2 separate regions of the Anser cygnoides genome follow, and region 2 is linked to region 1. The links are chromatin contacts, called in public Hi-C maps. All regions are on one chromosome and are shown on one strand. The core of a region is the stretch at or near the end of the contact, and the rest is flanking DNA. Distances in the headings are between cores, read along the strand shown. Region 1 holds the start of CEBPA (CCAAT enhancer binding protein alpha). Region 2 holds the start of LRP3 (LDL receptor related protein 3).

Region 1 (5,876 bases), core at 673-3,172:
CTATGTAAAAAGTACTGAGCAAACCAGTCCTTAAATTGTGGGGACTTGTTCGTTAATTACAGTAATTAGGAATGGAATCTGATCCTAAACTTTCTGATTTACTTTGAATTTCTTTTAATATGTGGTTAGGCCTGAAATTCAGAATGATTATAAAATGTGAGAGCTTTTTAAGACTACAGAGGCGTAGGTATTGTTATTAAATGGCAAACTTAGTTACACGCTTCTGCTGTTTCACGCAGCACTGACCTTTTATTTTAAATGTGCCTGGCCTATTCCTGCAGAGTCCGCTGAGGCCTCCAGAAAGCCGGGAGTATGAGCTAGTCACCACTGCTGCTCCCAGCGACATTCCTCCCAGTAGGCAAAAAGTCAAGTTCTGGATTTGTCCCTTTTCTGTGAAGGGGCTTAATGGGGTAGCGCCTGCAGAATTTGGCCAGCCAGATGCAGCTGGGGACATGTTACTCTCCATGCTGAAGCATCCCAAACTTGTTTCTGTCACAGACTTGAGGCTTTTCCTCTGTATCGTGACTTTGCTCAGAGTTCTTATGTGTGTTTTGCTTGTTCAGGCAGTGGCCTTTCTAGCCACTGCTTATGTGTTGAAATATAATTTCAGAAGATACTCACCATATGTAAAACGAATTTAGGATTTTAATTGTTTTCTATTGTTACTGAAAGGTACATTCTGTGGTCAGAAAGCCAGCTGACTGCTGCCTTCCTTCTGCTCATGAAACGGAGGTTCACATGTGTACTGTGTGATACAAAAAAACGGGTTCTTGGTACATTGTAATATTGTTTCCTGATTAAGATTTTGTCAATTACTGTTAGTTGCAAGGAATCTGTCAAACCCTTTCTGAGCAAGCAACTTGCTGTCACAAGTTTCTGGCTTATTAAGACACCCAGGACTAAGAAATACAGCATTTTTTTGCCAGCCACCGCTACGTTTGAATTCTCTGCAGATGTTCCTCTAGCAGTTGCCTACACCTGCTCCAGAAGCCTTGACACGTCCTTTCTCTCTGCCTCTTTCCAGGTGACCCGGACCACCAGAGCTAAGTGCCAGGGGGCTTCCCGACGCGAGGAGGTAGGCGAGGGAGCCCCGATACGCCTCGTCTGCGGGCTGCGGGATGGCGGCGAGAGGAAATCCCGGGCGTCCGCACCCCTGCCGAGCTGAGGCTGCACACCGGGCTCCTCGGAAGGCTGTGCCCAGGAGCAGGCAGGTCCGTGCGGCCCCGGAGGGAGGGTGGGCGGCCGGGAGCCGCGGGGCGCCGCAGCCCGCTGGAGCATCGCCTCCTCCCGGGCCACCTGGCTGCTGCCGCCCCGCCGCGCCCCGGGTTTATCCCGGGTGAGCGCCGGGAGCCGTGCCGCGCTGCGGGCAGGCTGCAATTACACGGACCTGCTCCATTCGCGCTGCGGGACCGGGAGCGGGGCACAGCCAAGCGTCCGCCCCGCATCGTGCCAGCCTGCGGGCAGGGGCAGCTGCCGGAGCGGCCCCAGCGGCACGGGCCGAGCCGTGCCGAGCCAAGCCGGGCAGCCCCCGCCGCCCCCCGTCCCTGCGCGCTCCCCGGCCGGGTCCTAGCGCCGCTCGGGGCCGGGATCCGCGGGTCCCCGCTTCTGCCGGGCCGGGCCGGGCCGGGCCGGGCCAGCCGCGCTCCGCAGGTGCGGCGGGATGGGGCGCTCCGGGCACAAAGCCCCTCGGCTAGAAAAGCGCCGTCGGTCCTGCGGCAAACCCGGCGGGGCTCCCCCGCGTCTCCCCCCGTCTGACCAAATATTTGCGAGCACTCGCGGGCGGTGCTGAACTTTGAGACTTTCTCCGCGGCGCCGCCGGTGGGAGGGCGCCGAGCGGCCCCGGGCACGCAGTGGGCGACGGCCCCGCTCCCCGCACCTCCCCGGGAGGCTTCGGGCAGCTCGGGGACCCCCCCCCCGAGAGCGCAGCCCAGCGCCGGGAGCCCGCCGAGCTCGGGGCGGCTGCCGGGGGCGGGCGGGCGGCTGTGCCCGGCCGGGGCGCTAAGACCCGGCTGCGCGGTGGTCAAAGGTTCCCGGCAGGAGGTGGACACTAGAGGGCGATCCCCGGCCCTGCTGCGGGGGTGTATATATACGGCTCACAGGACCCAGGCAAGCCACTAGCAACAGGGCAGGCAGGCAGCGAGCGGGGCTCGGCCGGGCTGGGGCGGGGGACGGGCTCCGGGCGCGCCGAGCCGCGCCGAGCTGAGTCGTGCCGAGTCGTGCCGAGCCGCGCCGTGCTGCTCGCCGCCGGGAAACCGCGGGGTGCCGCGGGCTTGGCAGAGCCGCCGCCGCCGCCCCGTCCGAAACCTGGATTGCAGGAGCCCTTCACCATGCCCGGCAGACTGTAGGTGCTTCATGGAGCAAGCCAACTTCTACGAGGTCGATTCCCGGCCCCCGATGAGCAGCGGCCAGCACCACCAGCTCCAGACTCCCCTGCCCGGCAGCGCCTACAGCTACAGAGAGGCTCCCTCGGCGGCGGCACCTGCTGCGGGCGGCGCGGAGCTCGGCGACATCTGCGAGAACGAGAACTCCATCGACATCAGCGCCTACATCGACCCCGCCGCCTTCAACGACGAGTTCCTGGCTGACCTCTTCCAGCACAGCAAGCAGCAGGAAAAAGCCAAGGCCATCCTGGCCGGGGATTTCGACTTCCACAGCATGCATGGGGCCGGCGCCGCCGCCTCGGCGCCGGGGCACCAGCAGCAGCACCACCAGCAGCCGCTCTTCGGCTGCATGGCCGGCTACATGGACGGCAAGCTCGACCCGCTCTACGAGCGCATCGCCGCGCCGGGCTTGCGGCCGCTGGTGATCAAGCAGGAGCCCCGCGAGGAGGAGGAGGTCAAGTCGGCGGCCCTGTCGGCCCTCTACCCCCACCACGCCGCGCAGCAGCACCCCTCCCACCTGCAGTACCAGATCGCCCACTGCGCCCAGACCACCATGCACCTCCAGCCCGGGCACCCCACGCCGCCCCCAACGCCCGTGCCCAGCCCGCACCACCCGCACCACCCGCACCCCCCGGGCGGCCTGCCCGCCGCCGGCGCGCTCAAGATGATGCCCGCGGACCACCGGAGCAAATCGAAAAAGACAGTGGACAAGAACAGCAACGAGTACCGGGTGCGCCGGGAGCGCAACAACATCGCGGTGCGCAAGAGCCGGGACAAGGCCAAGCAGCGCAACGTGGAGACGCAGCAGAAGGTGCTGGAGCTCACCACCGACAACGAGCGGCTGCGGAAGCGGGTGGAGCAGCTCACCCGGGAGCTGGAGACTCTGCGGGGCATCTTCAGGCAGCTGCCCGAGAGCTCGCTGGTGAAGGCCATGGGCAGCTGCGCCTAGCGCCGGGACTGCGGGGCGCCGTCGGGCTGCCACGCTCACCTACATATACATATATATATATTATATATACTGGAGCGCAGCGATCTCAGATTGTTGGGGGGGGGTTGTTTTTTTTTTTGTTGTTGTTCGGTTCTTTTTTTTCCTTTTTTTTTTTTGAACAATTAACGACCAATAAAAGAAGCCAGGCAGCTGTAGTATTAAAAAGGTTTGTGCCTTAGGGATGACACACGAATAAGCTGAAAACATGGTGAGTTTTATAAGGAGAAAGGCGAGGGGAAGGAAGAAATAAAAAGCTCACGTGTCTACACAGGGTAAATAACAATAATAATAATAGTAATAAAGCACATATAGTGACCCAGATGTGCCTTAAAAGCTGGCTGCAGGAGCTCTGGGGCTTTCTGTGCCCCAGCCTGGCAGGGTGCAAGGAAGCAGGGTGAGGGCCGGAGGGGCCGGCGCTGAGGAGCAGGCAGCAGGGAGCACAGGCAGCAGGGCCTGAAGCCTCTTGGAGCAGCGGGAGGCAGCTGGGGGGCCCCAGCCTGGCCCCAGTGCCTCCAGGCCACCCCGGGACCGACAGACACAGCCTGGACTGCCGGAGTAGCAGCTTGTGAGGGAGCGCGGTGAGCTCCCCGTCTCAAAAGGAAGAGCAGCAGCGTCTTGTACTGTATGTCACGACATGGCGAAGCACAAGTGAATAAATACCTATCGATGCGGGTATTTACTATGAACTCTCAGCGTATTTTGCTTTATTCCAGGACATTCAGCTCCTCTCCAAGTCTCTGTCTGTCCAAGCTGTGCCTCATGTAATGTGAAAGCCTTTCCGTGTATACTAGCTACACTTTATTTTTATTGCATTACTTAGATCTTTGCCATCACATGACTTTCTTATCTGGTGACAGAGACTATGCCCTTGTGCTGCAACGTTATTTTATTATTTGTGTGGGTGGGTGAGCGAGTGTGCGCTGCGCTGCCTCCAGCGCGGGCCCGGGCCGGCCGCTGCCTCCCCACCGCAGCACCTTTGGACTCCGGAGCTTCTCCCCGGCAGAGAGCGGAAAAAAAAAAAAAAAAAAAAAAAAAAAACAACACACAAACAAACCAACCCAAACAAACCGCCTTCGCCGGAGCGCTCGTAGCTGGAGCTGGGCAGCAAGTCGGCCCGGGGCCGGGGCAGCGGGAGGGCAGCGCCTGGGGCGTGCGTGTGCGGGGGGCGTGTGCGCCGCGGGTGGGTTACCCGGCGGTGGGGTTGGGGGTTGTCTGGGGGGAGGGAGGGCTGCATATAAAGTTTGTCCGAAGTCCTGGTTACACTCATAAATAAACAGCATATATTCGACCATAACCGCCCGCCTCTCCGTGTGGTGACACTTCTTCCGGGCGGGCTGAGCAGCGCGGGGCTGCCGGCCGGCTCCGCCAGCTGCCTGCTCTTCTGCGGCCGCCTCCCGGGGCACGGCAGCTCCCCGCACGCCGCCGCTCGGTGCCGCGGAGCCGGCCGCCTCGCTCGGGCCGGGGCGGGCATGGCCCCGCAGCGCTCCCGGCTCCCGGCCCGGCGAGGCGCGGCTCGGCCGCTCCCCTCCCCTCCCCTCCCCTCCTCTCCCCTCCCCCGGGGAGTTTCGCCCCAGCCGGCCCGGGCCCACAGACACCGCTCCGGGGCTCCCGGCCGGCCGCGGGGCCAGCCCCGGCCGCTGAGCACGGCCGGGCGGCACCGCCGCGGGTCCCCGCCCCGCTCCGCCTCGCCGCGGCCGGGGCCGGGCCGGGCCGTGAGGGGAGGCGGCGCGAGGCCCGGCGGCGATAGGGCGCGAGGGCTCCGCCCCGGCGGCTGCCAGCGGCGGGGCCGGGCCGGGCCGTGGGGCCGCGCCGCCCGCGCCAGGCACCGGGTGTGGGGGGGGTGGCGGCCGTGAGGGGCGGCGGGCGGGAGGTGAGGTAACGGAGGGCTGCTCGCCATGCTGGGCACCGCGAGTCGGGGGCTTGTCCCTGCCCCGCGGAGCCGGGACTCCGGGGCACGGAGAGAAGGAGAAGGGGAAGGGGAAGAGGAAAGGGAAAGGGAAGGGGAAGAGGAAGAAGGGGAAGGGGAAGAGAAGGCCCTGCAGAACACACCGTGGCAGTCCATGAGGATGGATCAGAGGGACATGAACGTGGACCAGAATTAAGGATTTCACTTTCCAGTTAGGTTCAAACCAAGGGATTGATAGCGCGTAATTTTCCAAGGGGAGAATTAAGTTCTACTTGCACTGGGCAAAACCAATGGTTTTTACTTGTGTTTCCTCTTTCCCCCAGCCCTGTAGAGCTGGGCTCCTGTCGCCAGCGATGCGCCTCCCTGAGTAATGCTGTCCAACGTGTAAAGTGGGGAAACGTTGTTATCATTTGAGCAAAGATTATTGCAGGGTATATGTGGGAGGGACTGTAATCTGGTGGTTAGAGCATGGGAATACAGTCCTGATCGTTTGAGTTATGTTCTGAACCATGACTCACTCTGTGTGTGTGGTTTCAGCAAATCACTTACGGCCTCAGACAAAGCAGATTTTTCCATTAATTTAAATGAACTATAGATTAGG
Region 2 (6,355 bases), core at 2,047-4,546, 270 kb after region 1:
ATAAATTAACCAGTCGTTAAGTCGCTAATTTGATTTTATGAAAATTAAAATATTTTGCTCCAAAGAAAGTAGAGGAATATACTCTGCAACACTGTTAACAGCCAGGACTGAAGGGACTGTTTGAGAGGCATGGAAATGCCAGGGTCTGTTAGTAGCACCCTGCAGCCTTTCCACATTTCCTACCTGAACCTCCCCAAAGTAACAGAACATGAGCTCCCCAGCAGAGGCTTCCTCACAAGCCTGACCAAGGGACCCATGCCCTTTAAATGGAAATAAGCAGCAGGAAGACAAGGGCCTGACAGAGCGGAACCGGATGACTCAGAGCCACGGTACTTTCTTCTGAGCACCGCTAAACAAGCAGCCCTAGCTCACCACCAGCAAGACAGAGTTATAAGCAGCACTGCACGCCAGGCCTGGCATGCAGCTAAAAAAAGACACCCCCCAGAAATGCTCTTTCACCTATGCAAATACAAAACATCTACTGGCTGTCACTGCAAGTTTCCTTTCATTTTCAAGTTCCTTTACGCTAAGAAGCCAGCAGTCAAGAATAGTTCTTCAGAATAAAGGTCTTTCACATCGGGTACTTTCCCCAACATCTGCTTTCCTCGCTCTCAGTCTCACTCAAAAGCATCATCTACTCAAACCACACAAGCGCTGTAACCAGCACCTTCTGAAGCTCTGAGGCCCAAAAGAAAGAACAGCCATTCCCTGCTGGTTTTCTCACCTCTTGTCAAATTAAAATTCCATCAAAACAAAACCAGTGAGAGACCAGGGGTATGCCAGAAAGTTTTCTAGGTGCTCTTTTTCATAACAGTTGGGTAGAATTACGGGAAAGCAAGAAAAGAACAGAAGCAGTTCAGTTGGCTTGAACTCCATGTAGGAAACTTACTGTGCCATTCATTTGGATTGCTAAGTAATTGCCAGGGTGAAGTTTTCAGCTGGGAAAGCAGTTATTTGTATCAGAAGAGAAATTTGCATCTTGGCGCCTCTGAACCAAATGACAGCTACCTGTCTTTTCCCACAAGCAGGACAGACATTGACTTTGCTGTTTTGATCATTTCCCTGTTAGGTAACTTTCTATGCCCTCCAGAATTTCTCAAGAATGAGAAATGAAATGGCCTTACGGAAGAACAGTTGCAACAAACCCAGTTCCAGTCTCTGGAGCAGCGGTGTACAGCTGAGGTCACACATAGCAATGGTCAGTGGCAGCGCGTTTATACAGACACCAAACAGCACATAAAGCCTCCGGGAGAACAAAAAGTAAAAGTAAAGCAGGGCTGGAGAAGCAAGAGGGCAGGAACTGAAAGTAAAGTAAAAAAAAAAAAAAAAAAAAAAAGTAAAAAAGTAAAGATGACTGGAAGGGACAGACAAGCAGGAAGTAAAACACAACATAGTCAAAGTGGCAGCATTATTATATTCTTAGGGTTGGCTGAAGCAGAATACCTGACAAGCTTCCCACCTCTCATGTTTCTCAACTTCCACTACTGTCAGTTGTGCAAGGAATAGGAATAAAGCATTCCAGCTGAAAAGAAGAGCCAGACAGTGAAATTCTAGAAGTCATAGAAAGCAGAAATCTAGCAAACTTTCAACTGCACATTACCCACTGCTAAGTACAAGAAGCGCTCTTTCACTTAAACTCTGGAATTCACATGATCTTCAATAACCATATATTATTCGTTTTTAGAACAATTGTGCTATTCCTGTTAAATAACAAAAGCTTTAACAAAGGTCCGACCAGGCCACAGGAAAAAAACAACACCTAAGAAATTCAGAGAAATGGCTGAAACTTTTATCTTTCCCTTAACTTTGAATAAACAGTACAGCAGGCATTACCCTCATGCTGCACACACTTCTGACATCCCTTTAAGCCTCTGCAGAAAAGTAACAGCAGCTACAGCCCCTGTTCAAACTTAGTAGTTCAGACAGCTTTTTAGGTTGTACTTCCGTTAGTCAAAATAGATATATTTGTAGTAACCAGAGCAGCTTTTAACTTTCTACCTTTTCCGAGGCAAGCACTGATGTCAAAAGAACTTGTACAAGACCAGAGCGAGCAGCCCAGCCACAGGCACCCGTTTCTGATGGTTTACGTAAGGGACACCACCTATCTCAGGGATTATTAAAAATGCACTCTAATCCGCTTTCTTAGCGAACAGCAGTGGGTTTTGCACATCTTTCTCCCGCGAGCCATAGCAGTTTGTCGGAGCCAGCTGTCGGCAGAGCCGCAGGCAGCCCCAGCCCCGCTGCGCTTCAGGTTCAGCGGCACTTGGGGCAGGAGCGGAGCGGTCCAACAGCTCCCGCTTCGTGCCCGGCCCTGGTGCCTCCGGGCGGCCTCTCTTCGGCTCGTTCAACGCTTCCAGCCCGATGAACGAACCCCCTGGGTGCGGGCAGGGGCTGCCAGCCCGGCAGCCGGGAGCCGTCTCATCGCGCCGCCGCCGCTCGACACCTGCTCGGCGGGGAGCGCTGGCTCCGAGCGGCCGGGAGGGCAGGAGGGGAGCGGAGCACGGCAGGGGACGAGGGAAATAACGCCTTTCCGCCCTGCTCCGCGGGCAGGAGCCGCTGCCCGCCCCCGAGTTTCAGCCTGCCGGAGGCACCGGCGGCGCCTAAACTTTTTGGGTTGATTTTTGAAGCGACGCGCGGGGCTACCGCACGGGCTCCGCGGCCGAGGGCACGGGGCAGGCTCCCTCCGGCGGGAGGGACCCGAGTCCCTGCGGGGAGCGGGGACGGGGACATGGGGGGGGTACACCCAGACGCTACCCCCCGTGCTCCCCACACCCCGGGGCCCGCAGGTGCCGGCGCCCCCAGCGCCCCGCTGCCGGCCCTGCCCCGCCGCTCACTCACTCGCTCTCTCACTCACCCAGGCAGATGGCGGTGAGCGGCACCAGCGCGCCCTGCCGGAGCTCCGCGGCCGCTGCCTTCTCCATGGCGGGTCGCCGCCTGCCCGCCCGCCCGCCTGCCTGCCCTTCAGCGCGGCGGGGAGCGGGGACGGGGGAACCGCGGCAGCTCCGCTCCCTCCTCTCCTCTACGCCGAGCCGCCGGCGGGGCCGGCCCGCCGCGCCGCCCGGGGAGCCGGCAGTGGGGCGGGCGCCTCCCGCCGCAGCCCCATGGCCGCGGCCGGCGCTGCGGGGCAGGTGGAGGAGGACGGACCGCAGCTGCAGCGCCGCCGCCCCACGTGACGGGCCCGCCGGGAGGCGGCGGCGGTAGCGGCGGCGGCGGCCGGGCCGGAGGGCGAGGGGAGCGCTGCGCCGCCCCGCTCTGCCCCGCTCCGCGCCGCGCCGCGCACACCTGAGGGGCCGCCGGCAGGCGGAGCGCAGCCCGCGGCGGAAGGGAAGGCGAGGGCCGAGCCCGCCCGCGCAGCGCCGGGTTTCCTGTCAGGCACCCGCGGCCCCCGCCTCGGCCCGCTCCGCGCCGCCGAGGCGCCCGGCGGCATGGCGAGCCCTCCCCGCCGGGGGGGGCTGTAAGGAGCCCCCGGCCCCGCGGCGGGAGGCAGCGCCCCGCCGGCCCCCCCTGCCGGGGGAGCGGCCCCGAGCCGCGCTGAGGCGGCGAGGCCCGGCCTTTCCTCGCCGAGCTGCCCCCGGGGCGGCAGTCCCCTTGTAGAGGGCTGGCCCCGGCCTGCCGTGCCCTTCCCTCGGAGCTCCCCGCTCCCGGCCGCGCTCTCTCCGCGGGTCGTGCCCCCGGGGGACGGGACGCAGACGCCTCCCGGCCTGCCGGGGGCGAAACTGAAGTGAGCTGGTCGTGTAGGGAACGGAGCGAGGCTCCGCAGCGCACTGGGGTCAAGGGGAGCATTGTAAGGCCGTAGTGCTCCCCTGAAAACGGACAAAGGCACGGGGGAAAGTCTCACAAGTTCACGAGGAGCAGCAGGACCACAAAGTTAACTGGGAGCTTCATGAGCTGAATAGCAAAATAAGGGATGATGAAAGAATCTTGTCCAGGCAAACAATTACAGAAATGAACCAACTCTACCTCAGAGATTCCCTGAACTTTCCCCCGTTTTCCAAGTGGCAGGTGCTCACCACCCTCCCCAGAGCCCCGGCAACAGCCCACATCTTCCCGCAGAGCTGCTCCCTTTGAAGGTGCAAAGCCCCAAGAGGCCTGCCCTGCCGCGAGCTGTGCAGCCTGCTGAGCAGCGCCTTACCTCAGCCCACAGCTACCAACACAGAACTCTGTGACAGCACCATTCCTTACCCTGCACAAATGAGGGCTCTGCCACCTGGCATGGTGTAATCTTCCAGGGCAGAGGTGAGGTCTTGCAGTATTTCACTACAAACACAGGAAGTTTTCCCTACCTGCTTGAAAAAAATTGCATCTTTGCATCCTATGGCTGTACCATGAGAGACAGCAGGCATACAGTCTGCGGGGATACTATTTACAACAGAAACTCTCCCATTGTATTAAAAATTGATTAATATAATCAGCAACACAAAACAATAACATCTATTTTTACCCAGCTTCCCCCTAAAATAATGCAATAAGTAAAATTCATATTTAAGGGTTGTCCACTCGACATTAGGCTCTGACTGCACTAATGAGAGATGTGTGAAGTCACTAGCACCGGCTATAGCTCCCTACCCTTCAAGCAGCGTCAGGCACTGTGCAGTCACAGAAACCCACTCAGTTATTCAGTTGTCTTGGGGCCTGGGTCCAGCTCTTCGCTCTGATGAGACGTGGCAGAGTGAGCCTGTCAAAAGCGCCATGGTCTGAGGACGAATGTGAAAAGCAACAAACATTTGTAAGAGGAAACGGGATGCCGGGATAAAGCCCAGGCATTTGCTACCAGCAAACATCACCGTTTAGTAGCACCCTCACTGCAAACAAGATTCTCACAAAGATGCAACAAAATAAGTTATAGGTGCTACCACACATTGAAAGCTTTGTGCTACTTCCATTGTCATCTGAGTCAGGTTTAGATCAGGTACTGCCCAAGTCAGGTTAAAGATAAGGCCATGTGCAAGAGTGCTAATGATCCTGCGGAATAACAGCACTGAGCGTGGCGAGGGAAGCAAGCGGCTGTGTGGAGGGCCGGGTTTTCCAAGCCCTGTCCCAGGTCCTCCCTCAGGCGTGTAAAAGATGACACTTCTCACACACAATGCCTGTCTGATGTACACCCAGGTACCCATTCAGATATTTCAGGTATTTGTTAATTATGCACGCCTCACCTAGGAAAACAGCTGTACAACTCTAAATGTTTATATGATTAAAAGAGGAGAGAAAAGCATATTTAAGTTGCCTGGGGTGCTGTACAGTTTTAAAATATTAATTAGAACTATGATCTTCATTTGCCCATAAGCTCATGAGTGCAGTTTTAAACACATATCTCAGTTAAACAAATTCTTTTAAACGTGTCTACAATAAAACCACTCCACAGAGCTACTCTCATGGCACTGTATCTTGTTTAAAATTAATCCACTCAGCAGAAACCTTTGGCCAGGGAAAGAAGGAAAAAGATCAAATTAAAAATCGGGAAAGGAAACACCAGATAAGAAAGAAAAGGCAGCAATGGATGAGAAAACAGCAGGCCGGGCTGAAACTATTTCAGGGCTGGTGGTGACAGCTACTTTCTGGAGAGTCTACGGGAAGCAGATCATGTTGGCTGCAGAAAGCACATTAAAGTCAAAGCACAGGCTCCAGTACCCTCTTGCTGATTCTTATTTGATAGTGAAAAACTCTGGCAGAGTGGTGAAATGGAGGGCTAAGGGCTTTAATGCCTGAAAGCACCAGGGTTCACCAAAGGACATCTCTCAGCACACTGAGATATTGCCTTAGACCTTTTTATTGCAACAATATAAAGTGTGGCTACAGTAATATCTCAAGGGTTCAGGTGATCCTTATCCTCGCTGAGCTGTAGACTTGGGCCTTATCTCAGCAACCCTTTGATGGAATTATAATAATTGTAATTCACATCTGTCTATCACTCTGGATCTTAATGGATGCCTAATGGATGATTGGCCTGAGGATCAATAATATCACGTCTTGTCTACTTGGGATGAGAGAACTGAATGTTAAAATAAATACGTCCACTATGCTAAAGATGCAGAAATAATAAGCGGATCGATGCAAACAAAGTTTATCAGGAGGTGAGAAGGCCCTGCACGCAGCACAGAGAGGACCTGGCTGTTCTGCCCATTCAGCCTGGTTTACAAGCACATGTGTTGTGCACTTTTTAAGTAGCATAATAAATCACACAGCGTTTTCTACAACTAAATTCTTCCTAATCTAACCAGACAATTCTTAAACCTTTAATGGGCCTATGATTGTAAAATCATTTCTGTCTGGGTTTTTGAGTAGTAATCTTCAAATTATGGGTTTGAAACAGCAATAATGGAATGTGTCATAAAAGAGTTTTTCCTCAGTAAGTCTA

What was found. Hi-C and Micro-C count contacts between places; a contact is called where the count stands out from the background.
Region 2: a Hi-C map of liver shows a contact between it and region 1, with 1.7 times the contacts expected there. The contact joins the promoter of LRP3 here to the promoter of CEBPA in region 1. A contact is called at or near these places in 2 of 7 Hi-C or Micro-C datasets (granulosa cells and liver).

The regions. Positions count from the first base shown.
Region 1 is chr12:10,878,364-10,884,239 of Taihu_goose_T2T_genome, forward strand. It overlaps CEBPA (CCAAT enhancer binding protein alpha), which reads left to right and starts at 1,923. Exons shown (of 1, transcript XM_048068849.2): 1 at 1,923-4,410. The coding sequence starts at 2,353. The coding sequence ends at 3,330. LOC125183365 (a long non-coding RNA gene) reads left to right here. Exons shown (of 10, transcript XR_010834360.1): 4 at 1,025-1,211.
Region 2 is chr12:11,142,672-11,149,026 of Taihu_goose_T2T_genome, forward strand. It overlaps LRP3 (LDL receptor related protein 3), which reads right to left and starts at 3,297. Exons shown (of 6, transcript XM_048068839.2): 1 at 2,855-3,297. The coding sequence starts at 2,921.